Regions from separate parts of the Neogale vison genome. Here all the other regions are linked to region 1. The links are chromatin contacts, called in public Hi-C maps. All regions are on one chromosome and are shown on one strand. Each heading gives the region's core, a stretch centred on a gene start, on an enhancer-like site or on the middle of the called end of the contact. The rest is flanking DNA. Distances are from core to core; before and after follow the strand shown.

Region 1 (4,234 bases), core at 736-3,235:
AGGAGCCCCGTGGTATGCACTTGGCGGGTGCATGAAGAAATGAAGAAATGAGCAAGAGCCTCCCGCCCTGCAAGAGGAAAGAAGGGCCAGAAAGACGGGAGTGGGGGAAGTCTGGAGCAGGCTAGGACCTATAGGATTTCATTCTGAGACTGGGGCGCCAGCTCCCTCGAACAGCCAGCACCAAGGCCTGGAGGACCTCGCCACCAGGCAATGAAGTGGCCTTTGCGGTCCCAACAAGGTACCATGCGGAGTGTATGGGGAGCGTGTCCCCCCACCCCACCCCACGCAGTGGATGGGCACTCAGCAACTGCAAAGGCCCTGCTTGTCCCCAAAAGTCACATGGCAAGTCAGGGGTAGAGTCTGGAATCAGAGCTGTCAGTCTCTCCCATAACTTCCCGGATAGGCTCGTGGATGAAAGCAGTGATCTGCTTCTCAGAACAACGGTCCCGGTTCTGTTATGGCCTCATGAGGAAGACACCCTGCCTCCCAGTTGAGGAGCCTGGCTACTGACAAAGTCTCCCTAATACCCACGATGACTTCCCCCATTCTCCTCTAAGACCCCTTCCGTGGACAGTCAGACTGAGGAAAGGAAAATGCACAGCAGCACAGGGAGAAGACAGGACTGGAAAGAGGAGAGCCCCCCCACCCCTTGCCTTGCCCCGCTGTTGGCTGATTGTGCAGACAGCCCTGCTGGTGTTTGTCTTTGAGCTCGGTTATTGTTGTTGTTGTTTTTTAAGATTGTATTTATTTGACACACACACACACACACACACACACACACACAGAAGCAGGCCCGTGCGGAGCAGAGAGCCCAATATGGGACTCAATCCCAGCACCCTGGGATCATGACCTGAGACGAAGGCAGATGCCCAACCCACTGAGCCACCCAGGTGCCCCCTTTTTTTTTTTTTAAGATTTTATTTATTTATTTGACAGAGAGAAATCACAAGTAGACGGAGAGGCAGACAGAGAGAGAGAGAGGGAAACAGACTCCCTGCTGAGCAGAGAGCCCGATGTGGGACTCGATCCCAGGACCCTGAGATCATGACCTGAGCCGAAGGCAGCGGCTTAACCCACTGAGCCACCCAGGCGCCCCCCAGGTGCCCCTTTTGAGCTTGGTTTTTAATTTTTTTTTTTAAGATTTTATTTATTTATTTGTCAGAGAGAGAGGGAGAGAGAGCGAGCACAGGCAGACAAGAGTGGCAGGCAGAGGCAGAGGGAGAAGCAGGCTCCCCGCCGAGCAAGGAGCCCGATGTGGGACTCGATCCCAGGACGCTGGGATCATGACGTGAGCTGAAGGCAGCTGCTTAACCAACTGAGCCACCCAGGCGTCCCTTGAGCTTGGTTTTAAGCAGAAGCATGTGTAAGCTCTGCCTGTGCTCCTGGCCTTGCCTCCAACACCAGGACGGCTGAGGAAAGCCAGGGCCCTGCCCTCAGAAGGTCGTCAGTCCAGCGTAAGGCCCCAGAGCCCCGAGGCATGGTCTGGGCTGCCTGCCAGTCGTGGATCTGCTGCTGCTCTGCGTGGGTGTGAAGAGGTTGGGCGCTCCCAGCCTCCAAAAGCCGATTCCTCCCTTTCGGCCTCTTAATTTCTGACTCCACTGGGTCAAGGTTTATAAGAAAGTGGATCCCATTGTTTCTAGAAGAGCAGAGTAGGGGGTTTGTAACAAATCACCCTTAATGAGACCACATTTTGCTCCTGGGTCACACGAAGCAAATGTTGGAAACTGAACTCAACATGTCACCTTTCTTCTGGGAGGTGGCCCTTTAGAGCTGTGGCATTAACGACAGCTCCGGGACCAAGCGGGCCAGGACCACCAGTGGGCACAGAGCGAACATCCAGCAGAGGAGACCGGGGGACAGCAGGACTCACTCAGGAGCTGTGCTTTCCACAACTTCCCTCCAAAAGGCCATTTGGCTACAACATATCATATGACTTGTTCTTAGAGTTACATTTTAACTGACAAAGTTTAACAACAACTATGACTTATGGCCTTCTAAAATTGGCAGCAGAAAAATGAACTGAGGAAGTAATGGAAAAAAACCACAAGTGAAGCCACTCTGTATTATGCGCAATTTCTGTTGCGCTTCTTTTTCCCCCCTTTCCAAGCATGTGTGTGTGTGTGTGTGTGTGTGTATGTGCGTGCGCGCGTGTGTTTTCGAAGGGTAGCAAATATTTTCCAGATACACTGTCCTGGCATTCCCAAGCACATATTTATGCCAAGTTTATAAAAAGCAGCTGCAGACAGGGTTGACTGAAAGGATTGCTCTGCTGTCTGGCTTCCAGAAGGTGCTTCGGTTCTCACTCCGTCACCAGGACACAGCCCTACCTCCTGAGACGCTCTAGCCTGCCTCATGCGTCCGAAAGAGGACAAACCCACGGCCAGGAGGGACCCCGACGAACACCCCATATCACACTTCTGGTCTGCCAGGTGCGTCAGCAACACGTGCGCGATCACTTTCAGTCATTCACAAGCCTCACACAGATGTGAAAAGGAAAGTGGTCCGAGACTCATTTCACAAGTATCTGGATGGCTCAAAGGGGCAGAACCAGCCCCGGTTTCTGGAAAGTTCAGGACTACGGCGGAGCCCTCTGTGCGCAGGCTCGTGTCAGCCTGTCTTTGCACCGACTCACCTTCGGTTCAGCAAGACACCCTTGCTCGGGCCCCAGACCCTCCAATCCTTCCCTTCCCCTGCTCTGGGGCCTCCCGGCCTTCCCCGACTTCTGCCCACTGAGAAGCGCCAGCCTCCTCTTTAGAATGTCCTTGGTTCATCCTCACCACACACCCTCCGGCACCCCGGGCTGTCCCAAGCGACGGCTCACCTGCGCCCAACCCAGACTCTCACCGGCCTGGGGTGGGGACTCCACTCGCCTCCCTCCCCCACCACGGGCTTAATGAAGACGATAATAGCCTGCTTTGTAGCTTTCCTGGGGGTGACTAATTGGTTAATCTTGGGAAGGCCCTTTGAAGATGAAGAGCCAGTATTACTCATGGGGCTGAAGACATGCACCTGTCCCAGTCGGGGCCTGAGTCAGCAGAGAATGACCTCCCACCTGCCTCTGGGCGGGTGAGCGGGCTTGGGTCCCCGCTCAAAGTCGCGTTGGCTGGCAGGCGGGATGTGGGGAGCACACCCAGCACCCCCTGAGGGGAAACCCAGAGGCCTCAGTGGCTGGTGCTGTGTGGGCCACTCTGAGCTTGGGGACCATCCCATCAGCATTGACATGGTTGAACAAGCCTTCAGATAACTCTGGCGGGAGGGCAGCACATGTCCGCATGTCTGAGAGTATCGATCAAAACAGTATTTCCTGGTAACTGTTCGAGGAAAATGCTTTCCTCACAGCTAATTCCTCCCAAGCAATGGCATTTTCTCCCTCCTCTCTTCCCGGGAGCCCGGGGAAGGCAGGCTGCGGCGGCGACGGGTGGCTCTATGCTGGATGGACCCAAGGTCCGGGGGGCCAAGGTGGGGCAGTGGCGTTTTCCCCGTCTTCTCTAGCTCGTGGTCCCCCTGCCTCACGTGTCTGAGAAAGAGGAAGTGGCCACAAGAATAGGGAACCAGAGGCCAAAACAAGGGATGAAGGCAAGGGTCGCCGATGACCACGCCCCCACCCACCCTTGACCCGGTGGGTCGAGGGGGATTTTGACACTGCGGCAGCTGGGAAGCCAAGAACAGAAAGCCTTTAATCCGTGCAACCTAATGCCAAGATTCCGCCCTAGAGAGCCCGTTTCCTGCACGGTCTGCACATTCCTCCCATTCCGCCCGAGCACCTTCTCCCAGTGACCCCTCTCCATGCAGCCTCTGCTCTCCCCCACGGCTAACTGCCTCTTGCTTCTAGAAAACGACTCCTGTGGCTAGAAGGATTCCACACACTTCTGCTTTCTCTTTTAGATCCCCAGGTTCTTAGAAGCGTGTCGCGGCCCTTTCTCCTCTGGTGGGTTGCCTGGAACCCCAGAGGCCCTGGAGACACAGAGAGGGATACAGATCTGGCAAGTGGCCTGGAGGATGGGGAGCACAAGGGTGGGAGAGAGGGCAGAGGGAGACTAACTCTGTACGCCCTGCCCGGAACGGGCTGCAAGGCGTGGGGGCCATGCCAGCAGGAACAGGCTAGGAAATGATTTTATTCTGCCTCTGTTTGCAAGGAGGTGGGTGGAAATGACAGTTTGGAGAGGATTAGAATGGGGTGGGGGGGCCTGTTTCAAGGGAGGCAGCCTCTGTTCTGCAGTTCTAACAGTGCCAT
Region 2 (4,234 bases), core at 900-3,399, 390 kb before region 1:
CCTCCTGGTAGTGGAGTGAACCTGGTTGGCATCCTTCGAGGCATGACTGCCCCCTGCATTGTCTGCCACTAAGATCAGGGCTGCCATGGGCGACTGGCCGTTCTGAGCCGCTTCAGGCGGTGTGGTCCGGTTGGAATGAGGTGAGGCAGTGGGTGGTGGTGGAGACACAAAAGAGGATGTAGGAGTAATGGGGATCTTGAGCCCTTCTGTGGGTGTGGACAGCCATGGCTGTGCCTCTCCATTGATCTTAGGGGGCCCGACTTCACCTTCTGGTTCTGGAGAAGGCTTTCTTTTCCTCGCTGTTCTTGCAACTGGCAGGAGGAGAAAAGAAAAGGGAAAAAACAAAAACAAAATAAACGGATGTGCACCGAAAAGGACGGTTCTTTTACTAACACAAGACTCACTAAATAATTTGTTCTCTCAAAGCCTGTACAGAAAATCTCACATGAATTTCCAGTGCACGTGCAACTCACAACACTTAAAACTCACGGGGCTCTGGGGCAGGATTTTAAAAGGCCACAGAACACAGCACCTATGCAACGGCCTGTTTCTACACAAGCATGCATGTACCCAGGCTGAACTGTGCACACTATCGTCAACATCCCCCAACAGGTTAAAAGGTGGCTGGTGCCCTCACGCTCCCATCCAAGAATGTGCTGGGAAAGGAAAACCCTGTGTCAGTGCCTATCAGCCCAGTCTGACTCATCTCTGTTGTGCTGCTTCAGCACAGGAACACGTTGCCACTAAGCACTGGTTCCGCCTCAGGCAGATCAGGAAGTTGGGTGTTTGTTGTTTCTGGGCTGGGGTAGAATGGTGAATGGAAAGAACACCCCCCTCCTCTGCTCTGCGCCCCCCTTTCTCCCCTAGGGCCCTCGCTCCACAGCCGCCCCTACCTGCTTTAGACCCGTTGGCCCCGTTGGCCTCGAAACCCAACAACCTGCCTGCAGTCAGGGCCGGCTCCTTCTTAAACTTGCTCTCGAAGGGCCCCGAGTGGCCGTGCTGGTGCAGCGCCAGCAGCGTGTCTCGCACGGTCTTGGGTCGGTTGACCCAGTCCTGCTCTCCGGGCCCGCGGCCTTTGCTAGCGCCCTCGGCGCCCAGCTCGGTGGCGCCGGCCGCGGTGGCCAGGCTGTCGGCCGCGCCGCGATGCGAGGGCGGCGGCGGCTGCTTCTCCTTGGCCGCAGCCTCGCGCTGCTCGTGCTCCACCGCCGCGCTGCTGGACACGGACGCCGGCCGCTTGTGCGAGCTCAGTTCGGCGGGCTGCGCCGAGCCCAGGCCGGCGGCCGCGGCCCCGGACACCGCGGCCAGCGAGGCGGCGGCGCGGCCGCTGAGGCCGAGCGCGGCGGGGAGCGGCGTGGCGGAGCCGTTCATGAGCGGCACCAGGGTGGGCGGCACAGCGTGCCCGCGCCGCGGGTTCGGGCTCTGGCGGTTCAGCTCCGGGGGCTCCTCCAGCTTGGAGAAGCCGTTGGGCACCAGGATGCCGTTCACGGGCGGCGGCTGCGGCGTCGGCGGCTGGGCCAGGCCCGCAGCCGGGCGGCTGCCGCCAAAGTCGGAGCCTAGGCGCGGGGGCCGCTCGGCGGCGGCCGCCAGGGGGTAGCGCTCCAGGGCCTGCGGGGCGCGCGGGGCGGCCTCGGGGCCGCCGTGACCCAGCTGCTGCTGCTGCAGGAGGATGTCCTTGGCCGAAAGCGGCGGCGGCTTGGCGGCGGCAGGGGTCGCGGCGCCGGGCGGGGAGCGGCCCTCCGGGAAGCAGCCGTGCGCCCGCTTGAGCTGTCGCGCCGTCTCGATGACGAACTCAACGCGGTCGGCGCCCTCGTAGTTGACGCAGCCGCGGCACACAGGCTCGGTGAAGTCCCAGATCATGGCCCAGGGCATGCGGGGCAGGTCACACAGGTAGCACGACTGCCGCCGGGACGCGGCCGCCACCGCCACCGCCGCGGCCATGTCCGAGGAGCCCGCGGCGCTGGAGGTGGAGGAGGAGGAGGAGGCGGAGGAGGAGGGGGCGCCGCCGCTCCCCGCCGGCACCACGCGCGCCCTCCTCCCCCCCCAACCCCGCGTCTCCCCCACCAGCGGCGGCGGCGGCCGCAGAGGCGGCGGCGGCGGCGGCAAAGCCCGCGAAGGCTCGGCGCCCGCGCAGCGCCCCCGGGGCACGAGGGGCGGCGGGCGCGGGGCGAGGGGCTGCAGCCGCGGCAGCACGTCCCCCCGGCCGGCGCGGGCGCGGGCGGGCGGCGGGGGCGGCGCGGCGCGGCGGGCGCGGCGGCGGCGGCGGGAGCTCGGCCGGGGCCGCGGCCGGCCTCCAGACCGGGGCGAAGACGGGCCGCGCGGGCGCGGGGGGAGCGCAGCAGGTCGCGGCGGCGGCCGGCGCGGAGTGCGGGGCGGGGGGCGGGGAGGCCGGGGGGGCGGGGGGCGGGGGGGCGGCCGCCGGGGCAGGCTCAGCCCGAGCGGCGGGGCATGCCGCGCCGAGGCGGCGGCAGCAGCCGGACGGCGTGGAGCACGGGCGCGGCGCGGGCCACGGGTCGCTCCGCTGTTCTCTCACAGCTCCCGGCGTCGCCGCTCTCCAGCGCCCGCGTCAGCGCCCAGCCCGCCTCTGCTCCGCCGCCGCCGTCGCTGCTGCTGCTGCCGCCGCGGCCGCTCCACTTCTACAGACTTGATTCTTCGACAGCCTCGCACGGCGCCTGCGCGGGCCCCCTCCCCTCGCGCGCGCGCCCGCCCTCCCCCGCGCCCGCGCCCTACCCCTCCCCCCGCGCGGGGAGAGAACGAGCGCTGCCGGGAGAGCCGGCTCCGAGGCGCCCGCCCGCGGGTCAGCGCCGCCCGAGTGCGCCGCGGCCGGTGTCCCCGAGGGGAAGGCGGCGCGGCCGTTCCAACGCTCGGCTGCCTCCACTACTCGGTCCCCATTCCTCCCCTCCAGGACGTTTGGGCCAAATCGCACTAGTGCTAGTGTTTTCAAAAGCCCCTCGGTGACTGGCGCTGTCAGTCTCGAGAGCGGGGACTGTCAGTGTGGCGTGGCTCAGTTCTGTTTCTGAGTTACGTGTGGACTCACACTGGGCGCTTGCACACTCGCACCCGTCGGGACGCACGCGCGCGCCGCGGTGCCCTAAGTTTCACGAACGGCGGAGTCTGCGCCCGGGGCCGCGTCCGCACGCCGATCGGCCGAGGCCCGGGGACCCTCGCCAGCCTCAGCCCCGCCCTCCCCAACTCCTCCGCAGTGGCCCGCCCTGCCGAGCCGGGACCGGCGGGTGGGGGTGGTCCTCGCGGCGCCGGCAGACCCCGCCGCCTCCTGTCGGACCGCGCGGGTGGCGCGTGACGTGGGCGCAGAGCCGCGGGCCCGCGTGCGCGGCCGCCGCCGAGTGCGCACGCTCCGTTCGGACGTGAGTCGGCGCCCCTGGCACTGGCGGCCTCATTGAACGAATGCACATTCCAGGGATCCGGGGTCTACGGCCGGCGCGGTCGCGTCACCGCGCAGGCTCCGCCCCCTCCGGCGACAGAAGGCCTCCGGGCCCCGCCCTCGGGACCAAACTTGGGCTGGAGGGGGCGCGGGCGCCCGGCTCCGCGCGCGCCGTGGGTTGGCCGGCTGGCCGGCCGGGGGGTTGCGCGGGGCCGGGCCGGGCCATCGGCGGAATTCCCCGGCGCCGTCGTGGGGCGGGACCGACGGCGTGGCCCGGGCCCGGGGGTCCCCGGTGGGCGCGGACCCGCCTGGCGTGAAGGCGGGGCGCGGCCGCAGAGCCCGCTGGGCCCGCAGCGCTGTGCCGGTGCTGGCGGCTGCGGGCCGTGCCCGGACTGAAGTGAGTGCTCGAGTGTCCCACTTTTATTGGGAGGAGGAGCTGCTGTGTGCTATGGTGAATCGCTTCTGGCCGGTCTTAGTCTTACTGACTAACAGACGCGGCTTAGTCACTGTCAGTGGGGACCCAGACACCTCGGCTCTGCACGGGCGGCCCTTCGGAGCTGCTTTTGTTGGAAAACAGGCCCGCAGCGCCCGCTGAGACGGGACCGGGCTGGCCCCGTGTGGGAAGAGCAGGGTACTCATTACACTATCTTGCCTACCACTGGGTCGGTAGGTGGAGAGAGAAAAAAATCCTGCTGACGTTTCTCTGTAGTTGTTGCTGTTGAAAATGCCAGGTTGCTTCAAAGGACTAACCACAAGGAAGAGGAAAAACACCCTTAGCGAAATAGTGGAGGGAGCTGCCTCAGCAGCATGAAGAAACCTGTTCCAAAGTGGCGCAGAAAACGTAATGCCAGGCCC
Region 3 (4,234 bases), core at 1,153-3,652, 300 kb before region 1:
CAAAATGCTTAGACGGCTGGGAGCCGAAAGGCACCTTCACACAGAACTCACGGAAATGCAAAGCAGCTTTTTTTTTTTTTTTTTTGCCTCTGATCCAATTGCTGATTGAAATTCACACAAACACATCTTTCCCCTTCTTGGGCCGCTCTCAGTTTCTCTGGGCGCTGCAGGCATTAAAGGGAGGAAGGTCACATCATCGAATCCCTGCCAAGGAAAATGCATCTTATGGCGCGACTGTGTGTCTGAAGCAAATGGATAAGAATCTCATTTCTAAACTCTTGGATCCAAAATTATGCAGATTAGCATCGAATCCCTTTCGGGAGGTGGCTGCCAACTTCTGTAGGGTTTCTGAAAAGCATTCGTCCAGTCGATTGTTGTAAATCTCTCAGGGGTGGGAGGGTAGGAGTGGGAGGACTTGGGGGCAGAAAGCACACAAAATACCGTTTGAACCGCAAATTGAGGCCAATGGCCTACGAGGATCTGCTCACACATGAGTGGTGTTACGGAGAGGAAGAGAAGATTTCTCGACCGTGAGGATGGGTCTGACATGTTGAGCTGGGCGGCAGGGGGGCGGGGGGAGGGCTGTCAAGAGGGAAGATGGTTGAGTTGGAACTCAAGCAGAGAGAGGAGAGGCGGTTGGAGGAAGCAGGTTCCCGGTGGGCGGCTCTTGTGAACCTGCCTGGGGACTTGAAGTCTCTCTCTGTGTTGCCCACTCCCCTGGACTGTTGGTGAAAGAAGCATTAATGACTTGATTTGGGAAAGGAAAACGCCCATTTCATAAAATCCCAGAGCCCGTGTCCCTATGAAAGCAGTTATCCCAGTGGGTGGATAGCCTTTCCTTACATAAATCAGATCACCCCAAATCTAGAAGAGCCGTACCCACCAGCAGAAGGTAAAAGTGGCTTTTTCGCCTTCAAACAAAGAAACCTGAAGACCTCCTAGTCGGACTGGCAGTTGCAGTCACTCAGTAGAAGGTGAATTTCTATTTTAGGTAGACCTTGAGAAGTCACCAGAAATCCAAAGAAGAATTTGCCCCGAGATGCCTCTTCAAAGATTTATGAAAAGCGAAAACAAAGAAAGAGGGAGGACATCAAAGCAGGCAACAGATCCGCTGCAGGAAGGCGGTGGCACCCAGCCACGGTCCCTTCACCGTCTAATAATAAGATCTTATTATACCCATTTGATGATAACGAGAAGGGGAACCCTCTGCAGAAGGCTTCACCCCAGGAGTCCTGCCCCGCCCGCAGGTGGGGGCGCCGGCCTGCAGACCTCGGACGCCGGCCAGTGTCTGGTGGTGGAAAGCCGTCCTCAGCCAGAATGGCCCTAATGAGCCAATTTCAATTGAAATGAGATCAATACTACTCATTTTTCTCTTGCTGGCTCCCGAGTGATTCATGAATCTGAAAACTAGTTCATGAATCAGAGAGAGGTGGGGAGGTGTGGGGTGGGGGGGCGGGGGCACATTTGTGCCGTCGGGAACCTCAGTTTCTTTCGTGAACCCAGCCATGAGTTGCATAACGCTTGCTTGCCTGCCTGCTGCTTTCCACCAGCCTTTTCGGAAACCGCTTTTGGCTTCCGTGTAGTCACCTATTTTCCTTCTCCAAAGGGAGAGAGATGACGCTGTGTCCTGATTGTGTGTTCCTCTGTCTTGGTGGGTAGCTTTACGCCCTTTGTCTGTGTAGCTGAGGATGCGTGTGCGTGTCTGTGTGTGTGTGTGTGTGTGTGTGTGTGTGAGAGAGAGAGAGAGAGAGAGAGAGAGAGAGAGGAGGAGGAGGGAGGGAGAAGCAGCAACGTGGGCCCGGCCGCGGGCCCTTTAAACCTGACCGGGAGCCAAGCTGATTTCTCAGCGGAGCTTCATAAGGAAGCGGGAGATGGGGCCGTTGGAAACCACAGCCCTGCGAGTGCTGATTACAGCCTGCGAAGGAAAATGAGATTTTTATCTCACAGGAATTCAGTTATAAAAATAAAATACAACGTCTGGCTTGATTCAGCTAAATGTACAAGCGCCGGGGCGTTTTTCATTTAACGGGGAAGCTGGACAAGAAGAATGACCTAAAATACAGCGTTTCAAGAAAGTCAGGGGAGAGGGGGCGGTTACAGGAAGGAAGTGGGAGTGGAGGGGTGTGTGTGTGTATGTGTGTGTGTGTGTGTGTGAGAGAGAGAGAGAGAGAGAGAGAGATGGAAGGAGGGAGCGAGGGAGGGCAGGAGGGAGGGAGGGAGGGCGGGCAGGGGGAGGTGGAGAGAGAAAGAGGAAAAAAACCGCCCTGCTGGCCAATGGATACAGCGGGATGATGTCACTGGAACAGTTGGAGGAGAGCGGAGAAAAACAACTTCGGAGCTGTGCTAATCCTGTTTGCTGCCCTGAAGGGAATGGAAGGCGGCCAAGGCAGGGAGTTCTGGGAAACCATATAAGGGTGCCAAACAAGCTTTGCCGCCAACATTAGGAACTGACAGCTTTGTTCTTTGTAACTTGGCTGCCCGCCAGAGGCCTCATTTCAGCTCCACGGCATGATTACCCTGGCGGGCCGCCAGCCCCGCGCTGAGAGCTCCTTTTCTTCTCTCCGAGGCTTTTTTTTTTCCTCTTTCCCTTTGCCAAACATGGAGCAGTTACCATGGCAGTGGAAAGTAAAGTTTAAAACACACACACCACACACACACACACACACGCACATGCACACACAGCCAAGTGGAGAGGCACGCCTTGCCCCAGCTGTGCCACGGGAGCCGACCGAAGAGGCCGCTCCCCGACCCATCCGGCCCCCGACTGGAGACAAACATGCTGGAAGGCTGGCCGCCGAGCGCGGGGAGGTGACTCCGGGATACACGGAGGCCCGGGCCTGCTGTCGGCAGAGACAGGGCCCGGCTCCCAGGCCCCGGGTGCCTCCCACCCCCGCCACCCCACCCCCCACCGGCCCCCACCCTCTCTCCCTCTCCTTTCCTGAGGCATTGTGGAGGACGTAATGTGAAACGGAAAATGTCATGATTTCCACTGGGAATGCGTCCACGGTTTTGAGAAAGCTCCAGAAACCCGGGGCCATGGAGCGCTAGAGAGGGAAGGAAGGAGGAGGAGGGGTGCGGACGGTCACGGTGGCCCCTAGTCACCAAGGTGAACCCCAGAGCCAGCGGCCAAGGCCTGGAGGGCCCTGTGGGCGGCCGGAGCAGAGCCTGGCCGTGACCCCGGGGTTCCAGGCCGTGGCGGGGGAGGGTGGTTGTGGGGTGCCTCGCCGGAGGGTGCCGCGGCCTTTGGCACAGTGGGAACCCGACTGGCCACTGGGTCCTGGAACCGAGGGGCAGGGCGGGCCTTTCTGCCACTTGGCAGAGCACGGGTTGTTTCGCTTTACTAGGGGACTCTGTGAAGAGTCCAGGCGACTATTTTTAATCCGGTTCATTTCCACCTGCTTGGAAAGTGGAACATCTCCTGGGAGGTGACAAGTCGTGATCAAAGGCCAGTCTCCAGGCAGAGGGCTGGCAGGCTTCCGAGGTAAAGGTTACTTAGAAGTGGAGGCCCGGTTGCCCGTGTTCCCCACTGCACAATGTGACACTCCTCACCCTCAGGGCTCGGTAAGATTCTCGGAAGGGCCTCTTCTGGTTCTAGGAGGTGTCACGGCAGGGGCTGACTTGGCCATTTCCTGGCGTCTTTAGTTGGAAGCCGGAAAGGCCAAAGCAGGGGCCACTGTCACGAGGCCTACCAGGACCTCCCTCTGCAGCGGCTGCGCCACAACCGGCCCTCTGAAAGGGTCTCCTCTGCCTTGCGAGAGCGGGCGTGCCTGCCTCCCCTGTGGGCAGCAGAAGTGCCAGGCAGGAAACAGCTCAAGGTCATGGAGGAAAAGGTTGGCAAGTAGGAGACAGACCCCAGAGTCCCCATTCCTGCTCCTCTCTGCTTCTATCCCAGGCCCGAGTGCCTTTCTCGAGAAGTATGGGGCTCCCTGGGGCAGGTGGGGGCGCCATGACCTCTTTGGGGGATGCCCCCAGGCAGAGCAGTGACCTTCAGAGGGCAGTTCCCTTCACCCATCCCTGTTAAGCAGAATCTCAGCCCCTCTTGCCTCCCCGGGCCCCTCAGCCCCTGGACCCCACCCCTGCCCTCACTGTCACCAGAGCCGAGGACCTAGCCATTAGCTAGGTGAGGAGGTGAGTTCCTTTAAACAGCACCCACAGCCATGTGGTCACGAGGGGGTAGCAGAGCCCGGGGGGGGGGGTGGGAGCAGGAGGTTAGCAAGGGACACACTTCTGTGGC

What was found. A called contact is a pair of places that touch in the nucleus more often than the background predicts.
Region 2: a contact with region 1 is called in a Hi-C map of fibroblasts, with 11 times the contacts expected there. The contact joins the promoter of IRF2BP2 here to the enhancer-like site in region 1. A contact is called at or near these places in 3 of 3 Hi-C or Micro-C datasets (fibroblasts, muscle and tongue).
Region 3: a contact with region 1 is called in a Hi-C map of fibroblasts, with 5 times the contacts expected there. The contact joins two enhancer-like sites. A contact is called at or near these places in 3 of 3 Hi-C or Micro-C datasets (fibroblasts, muscle and tongue).

What each region holds. Positions count from the first base shown.
Region 1 is chr2:151,916,827-151,921,060 of ASM_NN_V1, reverse strand. No RefSeq gene overlaps it. Among named protein-coding and RNA genes, the nearest start is that of TOMM20, 51 kb to the right of the region's middle. Within about 2 kb of position 1,985, the one cell type or tissue checked has open chromatin away from gene starts, as enhancers often do. A contact at or near this core is called in fibroblasts, where this site is marked.
Region 2 is chr2:152,309,590-152,313,823 of ASM_NN_V1, reverse strand. IRF2BP2 (interferon regulatory factor 2-binding protein 2) reads right to left here and starts at 2,149. Exons shown (of 2, transcript XM_044239340.1): 1 at 942-2,149; 2 at 1-311. The coding sequence starts at 1,938.
Region 3 is chr2:152,221,034-152,225,267 of ASM_NN_V1, reverse strand. No RefSeq gene overlaps it. Among named protein-coding and RNA genes, the nearest start is that of IRF2BP2, 89 kb to the left of the region's middle. Within about 2 kb of position 2,402, the one cell type or tissue checked has open chromatin away from gene starts, as enhancers often do. A contact at or near this core is called in fibroblasts, where this site is marked.